Regions from separate parts of the Mus musculus genome. Here all the other regions are linked to region 1. The links are chromatin contacts, called in public HiChIP or PLAC-seq and promoter capture Hi-C maps. All regions are on one chromosome and are shown on one strand. The core of a region is the stretch at or near the end of the contact, and the rest is flanking DNA. Distances in the headings are between cores, read along the strand shown.

Region 1 (3,134 bases), core at 394-2,893:
CTCTCCCTCCCCCCTCTCTCTCTCTCTTCTCCCTCCTCCTCCTCCCCCCTCCCTCCCTCCCTTGGTCTCTAGAACTTCAAAGGGTACTCATTATAAGAGGAGAATTTCTGGGTCATGAGTCAAGTACATGCCTCAGTTTACTTAGAGCTCCCAGTTTTTCGGTGATTGTCACTTTATCCCCACCAGCTGTGTGGCACATGCAGCTGTTTGTCCCCACCAGGACCTCTATCATCAGGCTTCTTGATTTTAGCTGCACTAATGGGTTTGAATGTGGGAGGCATTTCTTTGTGTTGTTTCTCTGATTACTGGCAACGGTGGCGGCTGCACTCATTCCCTGCTCACTGGGTAGTCAAGTAGCTCACGTTGTCAAGTGTCTATCCAAGTCTTTGGCATCTTCTAAAACTTGCCTGTGATTTATCCATTGAACTCTTATATAATCTAGACACAGGTCTTGTATTAGATTTTATTATGAATGTTTTCTTCTAACCTGTAGTCTACCTTTTCATTTTCCTAACAGCTTCTTTCAAAAGATCAGAAGACTCTACTTCTGAGGAAAGATTTTATCTGTTTCTCCCTCTGTGGTTTTTTAGTTTGCGCCTGCTAAGGTCTCACGGGCTCATGTGCTGACTCATAGTCCCAGCAGGTGGCGCTATTTCGAGAGGTTCGGTATTCTTTAAGAGGTGGTGTCTGGCTAGAGGAAGTAGGTCACTGGGGGCGTGGCCTTGGGGACTGCGGCTTTTTCCCTTAGATCTTGTATACACGTTTGTCCTTCTGCACGCCGTTCTAAACGCTCATTTAGGATACTAGAGTCAGCTTTGTCTTTGCCTATACGCCTGCTAACCTGCTGCCCACCTGCTGCCCCGGGGATCTCCATCATTGCCCACCGACCACTGCTTCTCAGCTGATGAAGCGCAGCTCCTCCTGCAGCTCCGGGCTCTGCCCCAGCTTGGACCTCCAAGACTACTATGTCTTAATGAAAGTCATCTCTAAGAGTGATCCTCGAACAAGGGCTCTAGAGCGTTTGTGGCGTCCCCCCACCCCACCCCCCGCATCCTTCCTGATCCCAGAACTGCTCCAATTCCAAGGCTTCTTGCCCAGGCAGCAGCTACAGGCGGGTCTACTCAGTCTTCACTCCTCAGATCCCTTAGATAATGTCACACATGTAGACCCGCCACAGGTGGCCCTTGCAGATAGAAAGGGGCACGCTTTCTGAGGCTGGCAACTTCCCTGTCCGACTGGTACCCAGCAGCCCACCTTCCTGCTCTGGTAGGCATCTTCTGTTAGATCTTTTTCCTGCATCCGTCCAGCCCGCGCTTACCGGAGCAGGGAGGTTTTGTGGAGTTCCCTTGTCTTTCTGTGCCGCAACAGAGCAGGACACAGAAACATGGGTGGATGGATGGGAGGTGAGCGCAGCCTGGCAAGGAAAGTGAAGACAGCATGGTATGGGTGCCCTGGGTGCCAATTCAACACTCAAGAGTTCTTGACCTGGCCTCACTCGGTGTCCATCAGTTCCGCTCCGCCTGCTTCTTGTCTACTTCCCCGCCCCCTTCCCCTCCCTACTCCCAGCGTCACGGACTCCTCAAGTGTAGCCCCGCCCCGAGCTCCCGCGTCCTTGGTCTGGGCCCCGTCTCTAGGCAACCGCTACTGGTCCAGCAGTGGAGCTGTATAGTTGAGGGCCTCCAGGGCCATGGACCTGATCATAACGCAGGAACTGGCCCGTGCCCGGAATCAACAAGGTGGGTCTCACTCTAACTTTGCTGATGGGAACCCCTTGACCTAAGTAGAGTGGCACAAAAGTCCGTGATGCGATGCGGTGGATACAGTTGTTGAACCCTGGCCTAGTCGCTGAGTGGGGATGGTTGAAAGCAACCTGGCCAGGAATTCAGACCCATATTTCTGTGCCAGAGGAAGGCTCTTCCAGGGACTGTGGACTGTGTCTCTCTGACATACCTATGCTGGGCCCCTCTGCTGATCCTCTGCCCGATAGATGCAACTGCCCTGCGAAGAGCTTATGAACTGATCAAGTCTGCAAACCTGGGAAAGTCGGAGCTTGACCCCACAGAGAGCTTCAGCCCGGACCTGTTTGTGCTGTGTGCAGAGCAGGCACTCAAGGTGAAGCCCTTGAGTGACTGGCTGTCACTGGCACACAATGAACCTGTCCCCACCTTCACATCTTTGGGTGTAAACGGCACAGGGTTAGGGTGGATGGGACATTTGATGAGTGTTGTGAGTATAGAAATGACCAAGCTAGCCTCACCAGTGACCCAGAGCGCCTTCATCCTGGGCATCTTCCTTCCTCTTCCTGGCTTCAATCTCCTACAGATGAAAGAGCCTGAGATAAGCGAAGACTGCATCCAGATGTACTTCAAAGTGAAGGCGCCAATCACTCAGTTTTTGGGCCGAGCGCACCTGTGCAGGGCCCAGCTTTGTGCCCCACAGTCAGAGGAAAATGTGGTAAGACTACCCCTCTCCACTTCTCACCCCACCTCCAGGGATGGCAGCAAGGCAGGTCTTAGAGAAGCTTTAAAGCAAAATGGGACTGAGGAACCAGAGTCTCCTTCACAGTGATGCAAAAAACATCGGCAGTTCCCATTTGTGCTTTTCTCTCCGCTCGGTACTCGCCAGGTGCCTGACATGAGTCCATATGACCTCCCACCTCTGCAAGGGGGTGCTATGACCTTTCTGTCTTCTCTCCCCCAAAGCCCTTCCTGGGCTGGGCAGAGCGGGAGGTGGGAGAGTCTGGAACCCACAGGCACAGCCAGCTGTGGTTGCTCAAGGGTCTTCGCTGTCCCCGGACTGTGCATAAGCTGGGGTGAAAACCAGTTTGCATTGGATGCCAGGAATGAAGATGAGCAGCAGTGGGTGCTGGGGTGGCTAGTTGGCTCACCTGGGTATTCTTTGTGCTGTCTTAGGAAGAATTTGAAAATTGCGTGACACAGTACATGAAGGCCATAAACTTTGCAAAAGGAGAACCGAGGTAGGTATGCTGAACTGTCTGTCTGCTTCTACTTGATTGCATAAGACTCTGGTGCCCACAGAAGCAAGCGATGTCATTTCTCTTTCTGACATCCATCCCTTCTCCTTTCTGTTTTGTGCTTGTAACGAATGGAGTTATGACACAGGCTTGTCTTACT
Region 2 (3,134 bases), core at 373-2,872, 230 kb before region 1:
GTAGCAATGAAAATAATGTGTGGTTGGAAGTCACCACAACGTGAGGAACTGTATTAAAGGGTCTCAGCATGAGGAAGGTTGCGAGCCACTGCACAAGAGTCTTCAGATTCTAAGCCCAAGTCCCTTGGTAGCTCTGGGCCATCACAGCAATCTCCTTCACGTTGGCTGAGCTGTGGAGTTTGTGTCCATCTCAGCCAAGCACGTGAGGACGCTGCTTGTGGTGTCTCCTGCCGTCCTGGTGCTTGCAAACGCCCCTCCCTCTGCCATCTCTGCTTTGCGTGCTTTCTCTTTTCCTGCTTCTCTGGCTCCCCGTTCCGTCTGCTTCACCTGCCCTGTTTCTAGGGCATCCCTTTGTCTATCAGACTGCTTCCTAGTGGCTTGTTTGCACAGTGGATCATTGTCAACGTCCTCCAAGTCTGCATCCAGCTCGCCTCTCCCACTTTTGATTAAGTATTTCCTCCACAGACATTTATAAACAAATGAAGCTGTTATCTGATACCCCGGAGCTGTTACCGGAGAAGCTACCTGCTGTGGCTGCTACAAATAAAACTCTACTTGCTCTGAGCCACCAAGCCATCTCTCCAGCTCAGTCTTTATACTACACACACACACACACACACACACACACACACACACACACGGCTCCAAAACCATATTATTATTGCGTGTGGATGGTGTGTGTGTGAAATCTGTGGTGCGAGATTTCTCTACGGAACCCCTTCACTCTAGGGCTTGGATCCAGACTTAACTGCCGGGCTTTACTCGGCAAGCGCTTTAGCCACTGAATCAACCATTTTGCAAGCCCAGTCTTTCTTTTGGCTCTTTAGAACCCACGGCACTAACTACTCTTGTCTGTGATACATTTTTAGTTCTTTTTGTTTTTCCTTCTGAGAGCTTCTTGACACATAGGGGTTTTGCGGAACAGAGGACTCTAGGTAAAAGGTTTCCACTTTTAAGGTCATCAGGTAGGAACTCAGTTGCCATTTGAACCGTTTACCCCGAACATAGATAAACTGTTTCTCTTTTGACCTTCAGCTTTCCGAGGGGTTTCACTACAACATAGCGTTGGTTTCTTTAGGTTAATCCCCTTCTTTTCCGTTTCTTGAGTGGTAGGCTTATGTGTTTTGACACAATTGGATATTTTTCATTCATTACTCACTCACTGATTACTCTTCTGCCTCGCCCACAGTTTTCTTTCCTTCTAGAATTCTGATGCCATGAATGCTTGGTTTTCTAGGGCAAGCTTCTCGGGCCTGTTCAAATTTTGATCTCATTTCTTTTCCTTGTCCACATGTCTATAGTCCTAGCTTCCCCGCACCGTCGTGGGTGACTCCTCAGCATGGGCAGCCAAGGCCAGCACACCTCTGTTGCTCTCAGGGTCTCAGGTCTAGGCTGGCCAATGGACCCCAGACACATTGTGCAAGCAAAAGGAGCAGGCAGGCCAGCTGAAGTCACTTGCTCCTTCCTGGCCCTCTGGCTAGTAAGCCTGACCCCGGGGAGGCTCCCTTTACCTTTGCGGAGTTTTCCAGGTGCCACTTCTTTAGTAGCAGGGTCCAGCATAGGAGACTGAAAAAACCTTGGTTTGCTCGGCCCTGTCTGGTATCACCCTGCTCCTTCACTCCTCCCACCCGCCCCCCATGGCCCCGCCTTCTATATTGCTCCGCCCATTCCCTCCCAAGACCTGGTCCCTGCCTTGTCGAGTACCAGATAAGCCAAAGCCTGGAGGATCAGCTGACCTGATTCCCAGGGTGGGGGCTGCATTAGGTTCTGAGTGTAATTTAGTTCATTTAATTTAAAATTTATAAGAGCCTATTATATTAGCTTGTTAGTGGCGGCGGGTCTACGCCCTCGGACTGGAGCTCGTCCCGCCCAGCGTCCCAGGGCACGCCCATGACTCAGAAGACATCAGTGAACGCAGCTACAGTAGCCCCGCGAGTAAGATGGGTGCCACGTTTAGGCCATCTGGCCCCGCGATCCACTGGGCAGAGGGTGAGGATGGAGCGAGAGAGGTGATGTGGTTGGTTACCTTCTCTGTCACCAGCTTCTCTTCTGACACTTCGGGAGCCAAGAAGAGTGAGTTGTAGGCGCCTAGAAAGGCAACCACAGTTTGGTTATTCTTCCTTCCTTGGGGAACCCGCTCTGGTTCTCTGCCCCCGAGAGTGACCCTTGTGTACCATTGGCAGGGGGCGGTCCGAAGAACACTGTCCCGTCCTCGGCCACCAACACGTTGTCCAGGCACAGGTGAGCTGCAACAGAGCGGATCAAGTATGCAGCCGTGTGTGGGCAGCTCCCTTGCCAGCATCAGGGGATTCCAGACCACACAGAGACCCCAGAAAAACCTGTCAAGACTGGACAGACACTGGAGGGCTGGCCATTCTAGCCAACAGTTGCCTAGGAACACTGTTAGGGTATATCACCCTCATCGAATTAAGAATAAACGGGAGGATGGGTGGGGACATGGTCCATATTGCTCTGCCCCTGGAAATGGCTGGGTGAAGTAGGTTGGGCCCTTCACATTCTCCAGACTCCAGGCTAAGAGGTTGCAGTGTCACAGCAGCCATTCTCCCACTCCCTTTTCTCCCTCCCCAGCTTTTGGGCTCAGGGCTCAAGGAGAGCAGGGTGACCCATCACCTGGGTGCTCCTTGTGTGTCTGCAGAGTGCTAAGGCAGGAGAGGCACAGTGCCCACAGCTCGTACTCCCTGAAGGGCCGGCCTAGCTTAGACAGAAGGTCCTTCAGGGACAGGCTCTGTGGAAAAGAAGGGTTACATAAGAACGCTTTGTCCACCTGATGTCAAGGAAGGGTTTCCACGGAGAAAGATGTGCGCTTAGTGCTTCTGTTTCTACTTGCAGTATCCCCCCTATGCCAGGGGCTGGAAAAGTTCTCCAAATTAAACACGAGTGTGGGTAAGTGTATGGAGAAACAGGAGCCCTCACCCATGAGCTGGTACAGTTGCCATGAGAGAAGATGGCAGATCCTCCGAGAAAGTACAGAGAATTACCTCAAGATACAACACTGGGTACCCCTAAGATCTGAAAGGAAACTGGAGTGGACAGCAGACCACTCAGGTTCAAGACCTTTCACCACTCACCAGATCCAAAAAGGGAAAGCAGTTCAAATCCCCAGGAGTAGATGA
Region 3 (3,134 bases), core at 343-2,842, 190 kb before region 1:
GGAATGCTAAGCTTAGGGGGAACTAGATAAAGATTGTTCGCCCTTTAACTTCTTCAAACAACAGGTGAGTGTTACAACAGAGAAGTTTGACATTTTGTGAGTTCATGCATGTCACAGGGTGAGAGGCTTGGCATTTGTGACACAAAAGAAGAGGGGAGTTACAAGATCTTGCTGGATGTTTCATGTGGATTCGTTCAACTTTATTTTCTTGGACTGTGATTAGATTGGGTCTTTTAATCTCTGAGGTGGCTGAGAGACACTAAGAGGAAAAAAGCTAATTAATATATTAAGTTTGAAATTAAAAAATTATAACACAAACACAGGGAGAGAAGGAAGGGAAAAAAAACAGAAACCACATCAAAACAGTGTTGCAAAAGAGATAGGAAAAGAAAAAAGAATAAATGGAAACAACCTAACCAAGTGAAAAAGTAACATTGTAACATTCTACTTCAAGGTAGAGATTGTTACAACAGAGGAAAAGAACGAAAGACCCAGCTGGGGATAACATAGACTGAGAAGAGATGGGGGGGACCTGGAAGTAGGCCTGTAGGAATCATCTTTCAGCTTTGCCCTCTAGGTCTGTGGTTCTCAACCTGTGGGTTGCGACTCCTTTGGGGTCAAATAACCCATTCACAGAGATCACAATCAGATATTTACATTACTCTTCATAACAGTAGCAAAATTTCAGATATGAAGTAGCAATGAAAATAATTTTATGATTGGGAGGTATTACAACATGAGGAACTATATTAAAAGATCGCAGCATCAGGAGGCTTGAGAGCCATTGTTCTAAGGCAAGCAAGGCTACCAGGCCAGCAGCAGAGAAAACAGGCTTGAGCAAGACAGAGGAAACACAGGCAAGGGCAAGACATGACATTTGCATTTGGCTGGGAGGCGATGCAGCATCGTCCAATAGAGGGTTCAAAATACCAGAACAAACTGATAGATATAGAGGGGAAAGAGCAGCTTCCCGAGTTGCAGTTGGCATTAAAGTTCCTCCCCTCAGCAAGAGACAGAACAATCAATTCAATGAGGAAATAGAGCCACAGTTTTTAAAGATGTCAGCCTCAAGACTCCTTGTAACACATCTCACTAAACAGTGTCACCAATGTAATCCTCCTGTAGTCACCGTGGCTTGTTCACCATGACACCAGTGTTATTAACACATTACTCTCCAGAATGTGTGGCTTATTCATCCACATGAGAGTAGCACCCACACATCTTTATTCAGTCCGTGTAGCTCATGCACTGTGGCGACCATAACATTCACACATCTTCCTCCAGTGTGTGTGTTCACCATGTCAACCATGACATCTTGACATTCTTCTCGGCTGTGTGTGACCTGCCAGCCATGGTCCAGGCATCCTCCTCCAGAGCCTGCAATATGTTCACCATGAAAGCAGAGGCATCCACATGTCTTTCCCTGTGTGGTTGCTTCAGCAAGACAACACGGCTAAGCACGCAGTGCTTCCTCCCAGGTGCACGTACGGATCACCATGACAACAGTGGCATCCTGTTTCATTGTATGTGGCCTGTTTACCATACTAATAATGTTATTCAAATACCTTCCTTCACTGTGTATGTGGCCTGTTCACCATGGCAACAGTGGTATCCACACATCCCTCTTCACTGTGTGTGGCTTGTTTACTATGACAACACTGGTACCCTATCTGTGCTCTTTCATTACATGCGGCATATTCACCATGACAACAATGGCATCCTCTAGTGTGTCACTGGCTCTTCAACAGGTATATGTCATGGAAGACTCAAACATTCAGAAGACTTGAAATCATGCGGAACATATTCTCTAACCATAAATAAATTAGATGAGAGATTGGTAGCAATATTTTGCTCAAGGTACCACAAATACTGTGGACTTAACAACACGCTTATAAAATATTCATGGAATAAGGATGAAATTATAAAGGATGTAACACACCAAAATTTCTTGGCTGCAAATACCATAGGGATAAAAGGGAAAATTATAGTTTCCAATCTTTCATTAGAAAGAAGAGAAAGATCTGAAGTTTAGTGATCTATTCTACCTTGACAAGGTGGAAAAACAAGACCTCAAGGTTGGCCCTAGGTTGCCACCTGATGAAGATGATAAATATTAGGGACAAATCCTGAAAACTTGCTCCCCCTACAGTAAAAGCCAGTGAAGCTATAAACTGTTAAACTAATAAAGAGAGAAGAAGGACTGATGAGATGGCTCAGTGGGCAAAGGACCTTGCTTTGCAAGCCCAAGTTTGATTTCTGTGACCCAAATACTAACCTAATAACCTGATAGACAGGGAGAGCCAATGCCACAGAGCTGTCTGCTAACTTCCACACATACCATGGTGTGTACCCCCACCCCATTCACCGTGCACACACAATAGTGATAATAAACTATTTACAAACATTGTTTGAGCTCAATTTCAATCTGAAGAAAGAGTTACTGTTGTGCACTCTACAGATACACTACAGGAATCAAGGGCGTATATAGTGAATAGCTGCATGCCAACAGATTCAGTCACTTTGATGAAATGGATATATTCCTTGGGAAAAAAATAAAACCAAAACATTAGAAAATTTTGCTGGCCTTGATATCAAAGGCAAAGAGAAAATCAATTCTTTCTAGTAGAGTGTCAGCCATACTTCAGGCAGGCCCCTTGCCTGGAAGTAGTTGGCTAACACAAAACTCCATTTTTTTTTTTGGTCTTATTGTTTTTCTCATTGTTTTGGTTTTAATTTTGTGTGTAGGGAGGTAGGGAGAATCTGAGAGAAGTTGGGGAGGGAAAACATATGATCAAAGTATGCTGTATAGAAGAAAAGAAAAAAGAACACCTTGCTGGTGGGTCTGATGGCACATACCTCCTCTGGAAGGCAGAGACAGGAGGATCTCTGAAAGTTCGAGGCTAGCCTAGACTACATAGCAAGACTTTGTCTCAAGAAAACAAAATACAACCCCCCTCAACCAACCAACCAACCAACCAACCAACCAACCAACAACCAAACTACCAACCAACCAACCAACCAACCAACCAACCAACCAACCAACCAAACTCCAAACCAAACTTTAGTGTGCTCTGTCTAATAAAAATGGATTTTAATATCTATATACTCAGTGGGCTTTCTGGCAGAGTATTATA
Region 4 (3,134 bases), core at 391-2,890, 170 kb before region 1:
CCAGCCACCTGCTCCAGCCACCTCCTCCAGCCACCTGCCCCAGCCACCTCCTCCAGCCACCTCCTCCAGCCACCTGCCCCAGCCACCTGCCCCAGCCACCTGCCCCAGCCACCTCCTCCAGCCACCTCCTCCAGCCACCTCCTCTAGCCACCTCCTCCAGCCACTTCCTCCAGCCACCTGCCCCAGCCACCTCCTCCAGCCACCTCCTCCAGCCACCTCCTCCAGCCACCTGCTCCAGCCACCTCCTCCAGCCACCTCCTCCAGCCACCTCCTCCAGCCACCTGCCCCAGCCACCTGTCCCAGCCACCTGCCCCAGCCACCTGCCCCAGCATGCACAGCAGACTCCTTGGGTGCAGTCCTAACTTTCTGGGCTGTGAGTATACAGAACCCTGACAGCTACTCTGTAGCTCTTTGGGGACAATAAAAACAGTGAGACCAGGAGGAGGACAGGTAGGGAAGGAGCCAGAGGCAGCTGAGACTCTTACACTGTCCAGCTATTTGCTGTGTATGTGGACCTGTGAGAAGCTTGTGGGGTTGCCTACTAGATCCTCCTCTGTAGGAAGTCTATGTCATCTTTATGTACGGGCTCTGATGTACACACCTATCTGTGAACCCTGGCCCCACTCTGGACCCCCCAAGTGGAAGGCAGGCACAGCTGCACAGCAGGGCTCCCCTCATATATTCACCAAGGCACTGAATTTAAGGAAAGGCACCTCAGGGATGAGGCTCTGATAACCCACCCTTGCACGTCACAGTGACTCATTGCTATGGAAACAGCCGCTGGAGCTAGTCCCAGCCAGCACTTTTACGCTAGCTAATTACGCATTCTGCACTGCTTCATCTCCATCTGATTCCATAAAATAAGGCTACCTTTGAGGTACTAACCTGACATTTTGAAATGGCAAGTAAAATATTGCTATAATCGGAAAGGACATAAATGTTTAAGGAATACAGAGATTTCCTGAATAAAGCTAACATCGCACGATTATAATGATTTATCGAATCTAGAGTTCAATTTTTACTTATGAGAAAATGCTATAATAATTGATGAGGATTTGGGGTGGGGTGGGGGTTGGAGAGATTGAAGAGCTGTTTATGGTTTCAGATGGCTTTGTGGGTACAGCACAGCATGTCCTGTGAGTTCAGCTTTCTCTTGGCTTTGCTGATGCTCAGGTGAGATAGGGTCCAGCCACACTGGGATCACCTCTCCTGGATGAGAGTAGGAGGCCTCGGACCTGGGTGGCAAGAGCTGCTTGCCATCTAAGAGTTCAATGTAAAGGCAAACAGAAAAGGGGAGGTAGGCACGGCTTGAAGAAAGGTCTGCAGCGTGGCTGTCACTGTCATAGACAGACAGAAATGTCAGACTCATCCTCAGAAGGGCGCCTGACTTTTGCCCTTGAGACATTAGTTCAGGGCCTTGAGGTGGGTGGGGGCACAGCTGGGAGGAGAGATGGAGGGGAGGCCTGGCTGTTTTCTCCCTTAAGCTGAGTCTCATCCAGGCTGTATGATCAGGGAGCAGAAAGTGTACAAAGGCAGGCTTTGTCTCTTAAACACCAACTTGAGGCAGAACACATAGGGAGGTCAAGGGATGCCGATTGGCTTCCAGACAGCATGTGCTATTGAGAGGAAGAAGCAGGCAGGACACCCTCCCTTGCTTCCGGACCCAGGGCCAGCACTGACGTACATTCATTATGTGGGACTAACAGCAGCCGTCTGCTTTGTTTATGATGTCACTTAGTACTTTAATGAGACTCACGGTCATCTTTCTGTTGCTATGACAACTGTCTGTTCTCGCCAGCCATCCAGAGCTCTGGACCACTTCTCCTGGCTGTTCTGATGATGCTGAGCTTGGGTGGGGAGGGGCTGGGACTCCTGTACTCAGCCACTTGGTTGCTGATCAAAGTGGGGGACACATCTAGCTTTCAGTGATCTAATTTTTAGCTTGCTCCTCTCAGGTATCTCCCTCTTAGCAGGTGAGGTAGGGGAGCTGTCGTGATGAGTGAGGTGGGCTAGCTTCTGACCCGCCAGGCTGCTGATTAAAACCAGCCTGGCTTCTGGCTCAGGGAGGCCTCAGAAGCAATAGACACCTTCACTTCTGTGCACAGGCACAGAGGCATTTAAAAATGTCCTAGTGTGGTGGAGATTGCTACCTGGAGTGCTTTGTGGGACCTGGGTCTCCTTTAGCTCTTGTTTCCCCTGAGCTCTCCTCGACTCCCCTGTCCTTGCAGCAGCAGTTCTGGGTCTCCACAAAACTAACAGGACACGTGGCTTTTTGGTCCTTAGTCTGCTGTCTACAACTTCCCCCCCAGCATAGCCTGGCAGATGGGTTTCAATTGGTCCCACACCGTTAACACTGCCGATACCTGGCTTGCCCTTGAGACATTAGTTCAGGGCCTTGAGTGAGTCAAAAAGCAAGGGATGAATAGGGGCTGGCCATTTCAGGAAAAGCCACCGGAGACTAGGAGGTGTGTTTTCTGCAGTCCACCGTACTCCAGCACACGGGACCTGTCCTTTATCTGGAGTCCCAGTTACTAAGGACTTCTCATCGGAGCACGGCCCTTATAGATCTTAGCTTGGAGGGTATTTCCAGGTCCATTTGTCCCCACCTACCAAATCTCTCTTCCAGGTGCTGCCCCAGTGGAATTCTGGAATGCCATGGGTGCCTGGATCTCTGGGGCTTCATAGGGTTGGCCTGAGCCTGGGGTCAGTGCTGGATTTTATGATTCCAATGACTGCGTGGCCAGCAGGCCCCAGCTGCGCAGCACTTGGTGGCAGAGTGAAGACATAAAGATAACGGCCCACTCAATTGCCTTTTTGGCTTCTGGGCAAGCTTTTATAGCAGGAGAGAGTGGGATTTCCTAGCCCTCGATGTGGCTATTTCCAGCTTAACAGAGGCAGCAATGGAGGAAACTGTCTTCTCTTCCATTCAGGCATGTGACACTTCCTCTTCTGATAGTCTATTCCAGGCCAGGGTAGGGGCCTGTCTTCCTGGGGTTTGATATGTCACATAGTCACATATATATGGTGCCCAGGGGACCAGAGCATGGGTTGTGTCTTTCAGGTGTGGGTGTCATGCTCCCAGAGCATTCTGGGCTTCAGTGTGGGAAACAAAGTAGCAGTAGCTGAGACAGTTT
Region 5 (3,134 bases), core at 176-2,675, 150 kb before region 1:
AATGTAGCCAGACCCCACTGCCCCCATAGAGTTATCCCACCCCAGGACTGACACAGGCTGGACAGCTGCTAAGTGCCTAACCACCCCATAACTTACTTTCCTGCCCAGGCCTCCTCCACCTAACAGAGATGGTAGCCCCTGATCTGATGTGAACGGCAGGGTTTTGGTCAAAGCTTTAGGCCCCTTGGGCTGTGTACTCACCATGAGCCCTGCAGAGTTAGGGAGGCAAGCGCACTGATGGGGTTGCTGGCACCGACCACTATGTTGCACCCTTCTCCCCTCTAGCCTCCATGGCCATCTGGAAGGTCAAGTCCCACACAGTCACGGTCGAGCTCCTGGGAAGGCTACCTCAGAGTGACTGTGTCAAGATGAATGGGGATCTGCAGGCTGACCCACCTGCAAAGACAATGCATGGTCAGAGTGCAAGGGAGCCTGATACTGGTCAATACCCAGGTATACTCAGGGGGCACTCAGTCCCTTCCCAAGTTTGCCCCTTTCTGGCTCCTATGAACCTGGCCAGCCTGTTGGAGTCCTTAGCTCAGGCTTCATCTGAGGCACCCAGAGAGGTGGTAACAACCTGGGCTTTGGGACTTGGGAGGAAACCTGGCTCCTGGCAGCCGGAAAGCATCCCTTAAGTAGTCTCTGCTCGCCATCCCAACATAAGACCGTAACTTGGTTATTTCGGGCTGCACAAGCCAGACCAGCATTATCAATTGAAATCAAGAGAGTCAAATAAACCTGAGTAAATCTCTCAGTGCCCAGGAAGACCTGGCAGGCAGAAGCTGCTGCTGCCGCCTGATGTAGCTAGATCTTGAGGGCTGGCGTCTCCCGCATGGACATTCTTGCTTGGCTGGAACTATGTGGTCTTGCTAAGGCTCCAAGCTCTAGACTTACCCAAAGTTATTCAGAATCCACCTTCCCAACAGCAAGAGTGGCCGAATCTCTCACAGCGTTTCTGCTCCAGAAATGGCCCTCATGAGTGGACACTGTGGCCGGCCAGTAGCTTGGGCACAAGCCCTACCCCTCCCCTTCCCTTCTCAGACATCAGGAGAAAGCCACCCAACTTCTCACCTATTTTGGTAAAGGCAGCCGAAGAGGCACAGGTCTCCTGCTTCTCACAGGCGAGATGTGGCATGTCCCTCGTGCTAGGGAACAGCTTTCTATGACGAAAGGCATGAGATTGGAGCTTATAAGTGGAGTTATCAACAGATTGCAGGGCTGCAGCCTGGCGACTGGCTGTGGCCAGAGCACTGCGCTGGGGACGGAGCTCTGCACCCGGAGGGAGTGAGTCAGAGCCGAGAAGAGCAGGCATCCAATGCGCTCTCTGCAGGCAGTTTCCAGCTCTGGGTTGGGGGACGCCAGCCGCCTGCGCGCCGGATTTCTGCAGCAACAGCCAGGGGAATGAAGGACCGGCCGGGAAGCAGGAGCTGTAACCATGGGGACTGGGGGAGGCGCGGACCGCGGCAGCGCCGTGCCCTGGCTCCCTGCGGCAGAGCGGGAATGGTTCTTCCCAGCCCGGCGGCCGGCTGCCCGTCACACTGCAGAGTCGATTTAAAGAGACAACCGACCAGGGTTTGCTGCTTGCTTCCAACCGATTCAGACAACTCACATTAAAGCATTTTCCCCAAAAGGAGGACAGGATGATGTTATTTCATTTTAAAAAGAGATCCCTGTCTCTCGAGGGCTGCAGGAACAGGAAGGTGAAAACGGAAATTGATTTTGGAAGAATCTTCACAATCCATGTATTAAAATACTGTTCAAATCCAAATTTTCCGAAACTGAGGTGAAGACTGTGTGAGCATGAGTCAGCAGGGCTGCTCCTGTCTGTGGACATGGCCTGGCGGGGCAGAAAGTGTCTTCCCTAACCCCAGTGTTGAACCCTTCTCCAAGCCTGGGCCAAAGGACTGAGTGTTGAGAAGGAAAGTGTACAGAGGCGTGAGTCAGAGTCCAGCTCATCTGCTGTGGGATGGCTTGGCCCAGACTGGTTGCCTGAGGGGAGAGTTGGATCAGGTCAAGCTTTTTCACAAAGTTTATCCCCTTGGCAGATGTTGGCATGACATTGTGATTAGGAGACACCTGTTTGGGGACCATTCCCTTCCCTCTCCACCTGGCTCCTTTTCTTGTAGCACCTCCATCCCACCTAGCAACTTTGCTCTTCAGGTGCTGTTAAAGCTAGTGTCTACTCTAGGAGGCCCCTAGGTTCTTGCTACTCTGGAGTTTAAAGGATTGGAAGCTAGAGTTCCTGGGGCAGGGGAGGTAGTTAAAGGATCATAAAGATAGAATTAGACCCAGGGACATTGTGATTTTTGTTTTAGAAATCCTGTGGTGTGTAACCTCTGGGTGGGGTGTGGTCAACTCTCCTGTCCCAGTCCTCAGTGGGAACACTGAGCCCCGAACTTCAGATAAGGGACTTGACCCTGAGGAATTCTGTCTGCTCAGCACCCTATGAGTGATGGAGGCCTCCATGTGTTCTGAACTCTCAGAGTCTCTTCTCCAGGAACTGGAGGCCAGCCAAAGTCCCTGATGGATCCTGGATGATAGTCTTAGTCGGGTGGATAGGGAACGGGGCAGAAAGGAGAGCAGGAAGTATGTAGGGGGAGGTGGCTCTGAATCAGAGTAGGCTCTGACACTGGTCTTCTGCTCAGGGCTCCAGGTCTGTCACAGGTGGTCCAGGCCCTCAGGAGAGGCAGAAGAGGCCTGGCTACTGGCCCCTGGACTCTATGTACTGCGTGAGTGATGATTCTCAGCTTCTTCCTGGAGTGGCCAGAAGGAGTCTATCTCCTTGTATTGTGTAGCTGAAGTTTCCAAAAACAGAGCCCAAGGCCTGGCTTTATAAATACTCGGGCACTAAACCATTCATAATGGTCACATATGCCTCTCTACATTTGTGCCAGGGCCTAGGTTGGAGCTGCCCATGGAGGGCATCACTTCAGGCTTAGTCTCTGGGGTACCACTGGAGACAGGTGCCGTGATGACCTGCATGGTGAGCCATGTTTTATATCAGTGGTCCTCAGCCGTTCTAATGCTTCAACCCTTTAATACAGTTCCTCATGTTGTGGTGAACCCCAACCATAAAGTTATTTTTGTTGCTACTTTATAACTGTAGTTTTGCTACTGTTATGAATCACAGTATA

Evidence for each region. Promoter capture Hi-C pulls out the DNA fragments that hold promoters and counts their contacts. HiChIP or PLAC-seq counts read pairs in DNA pulled down with a chosen protein or histone mark.
Region 2: a contact with region 1 is called in an H3K4me3 HiChIP or PLAC-seq map of embryonic stem cells, with 25 read pairs. The contact joins the enhancer-like site here to the promoter of Cfap46 in region 1. A contact is called at or near these places in 1 of 39 promoter capture datasets (hippocampal neurons), 1 of 15 datasets of contacts at CTCF or cohesin (embryonic stem cells), 1 of 484 Hi-C or Micro-C datasets (cerebellum) and 6 of 115 datasets of contacts at active chromatin or transcription factors (embryonic limb bud, embryonic midbrain, embryonic stem cells and 3 more).
Region 3: an H3K4me3 HiChIP or PLAC-seq map of embryonic basal ganglia shows a contact between it and region 1, with 3 times the contacts expected there. The contact joins the enhancer-like site here to the promoter of Cfap46 in region 1. A contact is called at or near these places in 10 of 39 promoter capture datasets (the 3T3-L1 cell line, the C10 cell line, the HPC-7 cell line and 6 more), 2 of 15 datasets of contacts at CTCF or cohesin (both in embryonic stem cells), 18 of 484 Hi-C or Micro-C datasets (B cells, the C10 cell line, bone marrow-derived macrophages and 13 more), 17 of 115 datasets of contacts at active chromatin or transcription factors (the SCID.adh cell line, T-cell acute lymphoblastic leukemia, embryonic basal ganglia and 9 more) and 2 of 9 other capture datasets (embryonic stem cells and pancreatic islet).
Region 4: an H3K4me3 HiChIP or PLAC-seq map of forebrain shows a contact between it and region 1, with 6 times the contacts expected there. The contact joins the enhancer-like site here to the promoter of Cfap46 in region 1. A contact is called at or near these places in 11 of 39 promoter capture datasets (the 3T3-L1 cell line, the C10 cell line, HPC-7-derived erythroid cells and 6 more), 2 of 15 datasets of contacts at CTCF or cohesin (both in embryonic stem cells), 22 of 484 Hi-C or Micro-C datasets (B cells, the C10 cell line, the STO cell line and 16 more), 14 of 115 datasets of contacts at active chromatin or transcription factors (the SCID.adh cell line, T-cell acute lymphoblastic leukemia, embryonic basal ganglia and 8 more) and 1 of 9 other capture datasets (pancreatic islet).
Region 5: a contact with region 1 is called in a promoter capture Hi-C map of neural stem cells. The contact joins the promoter of Adgra1 here to the promoter of Cfap46 in region 1. A contact is called at or near these places in 23 of 39 promoter capture datasets (the 3T3-L1 cell line, 3T3-L1-derived adipocytes, the C10 cell line and 13 more), 3 of 484 Hi-C or Micro-C datasets (embryonic fibroblasts, hippocampal excitatory neurons and stem cell-derived neurons), 10 of 115 datasets of contacts at active chromatin or transcription factors (the SCID.adh cell line, T-cell acute lymphoblastic leukemia, cardiomyocytes and 6 more) and 3 of 9 other capture datasets (adipose tissue, embryonic stem cells and pancreatic islet).

The regions. Positions count from the first base shown.
Region 1 is chr7:139,682,324-139,685,457 of GRCm38.p6, reverse strand. Cfap46 (cilia and flagella associated protein 46) reads left to right here and starts at 1,643. Exons shown (of 59, transcript NM_001302546.1): 1 at 1,643-1,736; 2 at 1,988-2,112; 3 at 2,323-2,454; 4 at 2,913-2,977. The coding sequence starts at 1,688. It overlaps Gm32680 (a long non-coding RNA gene), which reads right to left and starts at 1,404. Exons shown (of 3, transcript XR_389968.2): 1 at 1,319-1,404.
Region 2 is chr7:139,913,094-139,916,227 of GRCm38.p6, reverse strand. It overlaps Kndc1 (kinase non-catalytic C-lobe domain (KIND) containing 1), which reads right to left. Exons shown (of 31, transcript NM_177261.4): 7 at 2,632-2,746; 8 at 2,175-2,246; 9 at 2,027-2,088. Among named protein-coding and RNA genes, the nearest start is that of Kndc1, 20 kb to the right of the region's middle. Within about 2 kb of position 1,622, at least 41 of the 459 cell types and tissues checked have an H3K27ac peak or open chromatin away from gene starts, as enhancers often do. A contact at or near this core is called in embryonic stem cells, where this site is marked.
Region 3 is chr7:139,869,644-139,872,777 of GRCm38.p6, reverse strand. All of the region lies in intron 6 of Adgra1 (adhesion G protein-coupled receptor A1), which reads right to left. Among named protein-coding and RNA genes, the nearest start is that of Kndc1, 23 kb to the left of the region's middle. Within about 2 kb of position 1,592, at least 7 of the 459 cell types and tissues checked have an H3K27ac peak or open chromatin away from gene starts, as enhancers often do. A contact at or near this core is called in embryonic basal ganglia and neural stem cells, where this site is marked.
Region 4 is chr7:139,848,942-139,852,075 of GRCm38.p6, reverse strand. The region is part of intron 5 of Adgra1 (adhesion G protein-coupled receptor A1); the gene reads right to left. Among named protein-coding and RNA genes, the nearest start is that of Adgra1, 16 kb to the right of the region's middle. Within about 2 kb of position 1,640, at least 51 of the 459 cell types and tissues checked have an H3K27ac peak or open chromatin away from gene starts, as enhancers often do. A contact at or near this core is called in cortical neurons, embryonic basal ganglia, forebrain and 2 more, where this site is marked.
Region 5 is chr7:139,832,465-139,835,598 of GRCm38.p6, reverse strand. Adgra1 (adhesion G protein-coupled receptor A1) reads right to left here and starts at 1,425. Exons shown (of 8, transcript NM_177469.3): 1 at 1,072-1,425; 2 at 202-396.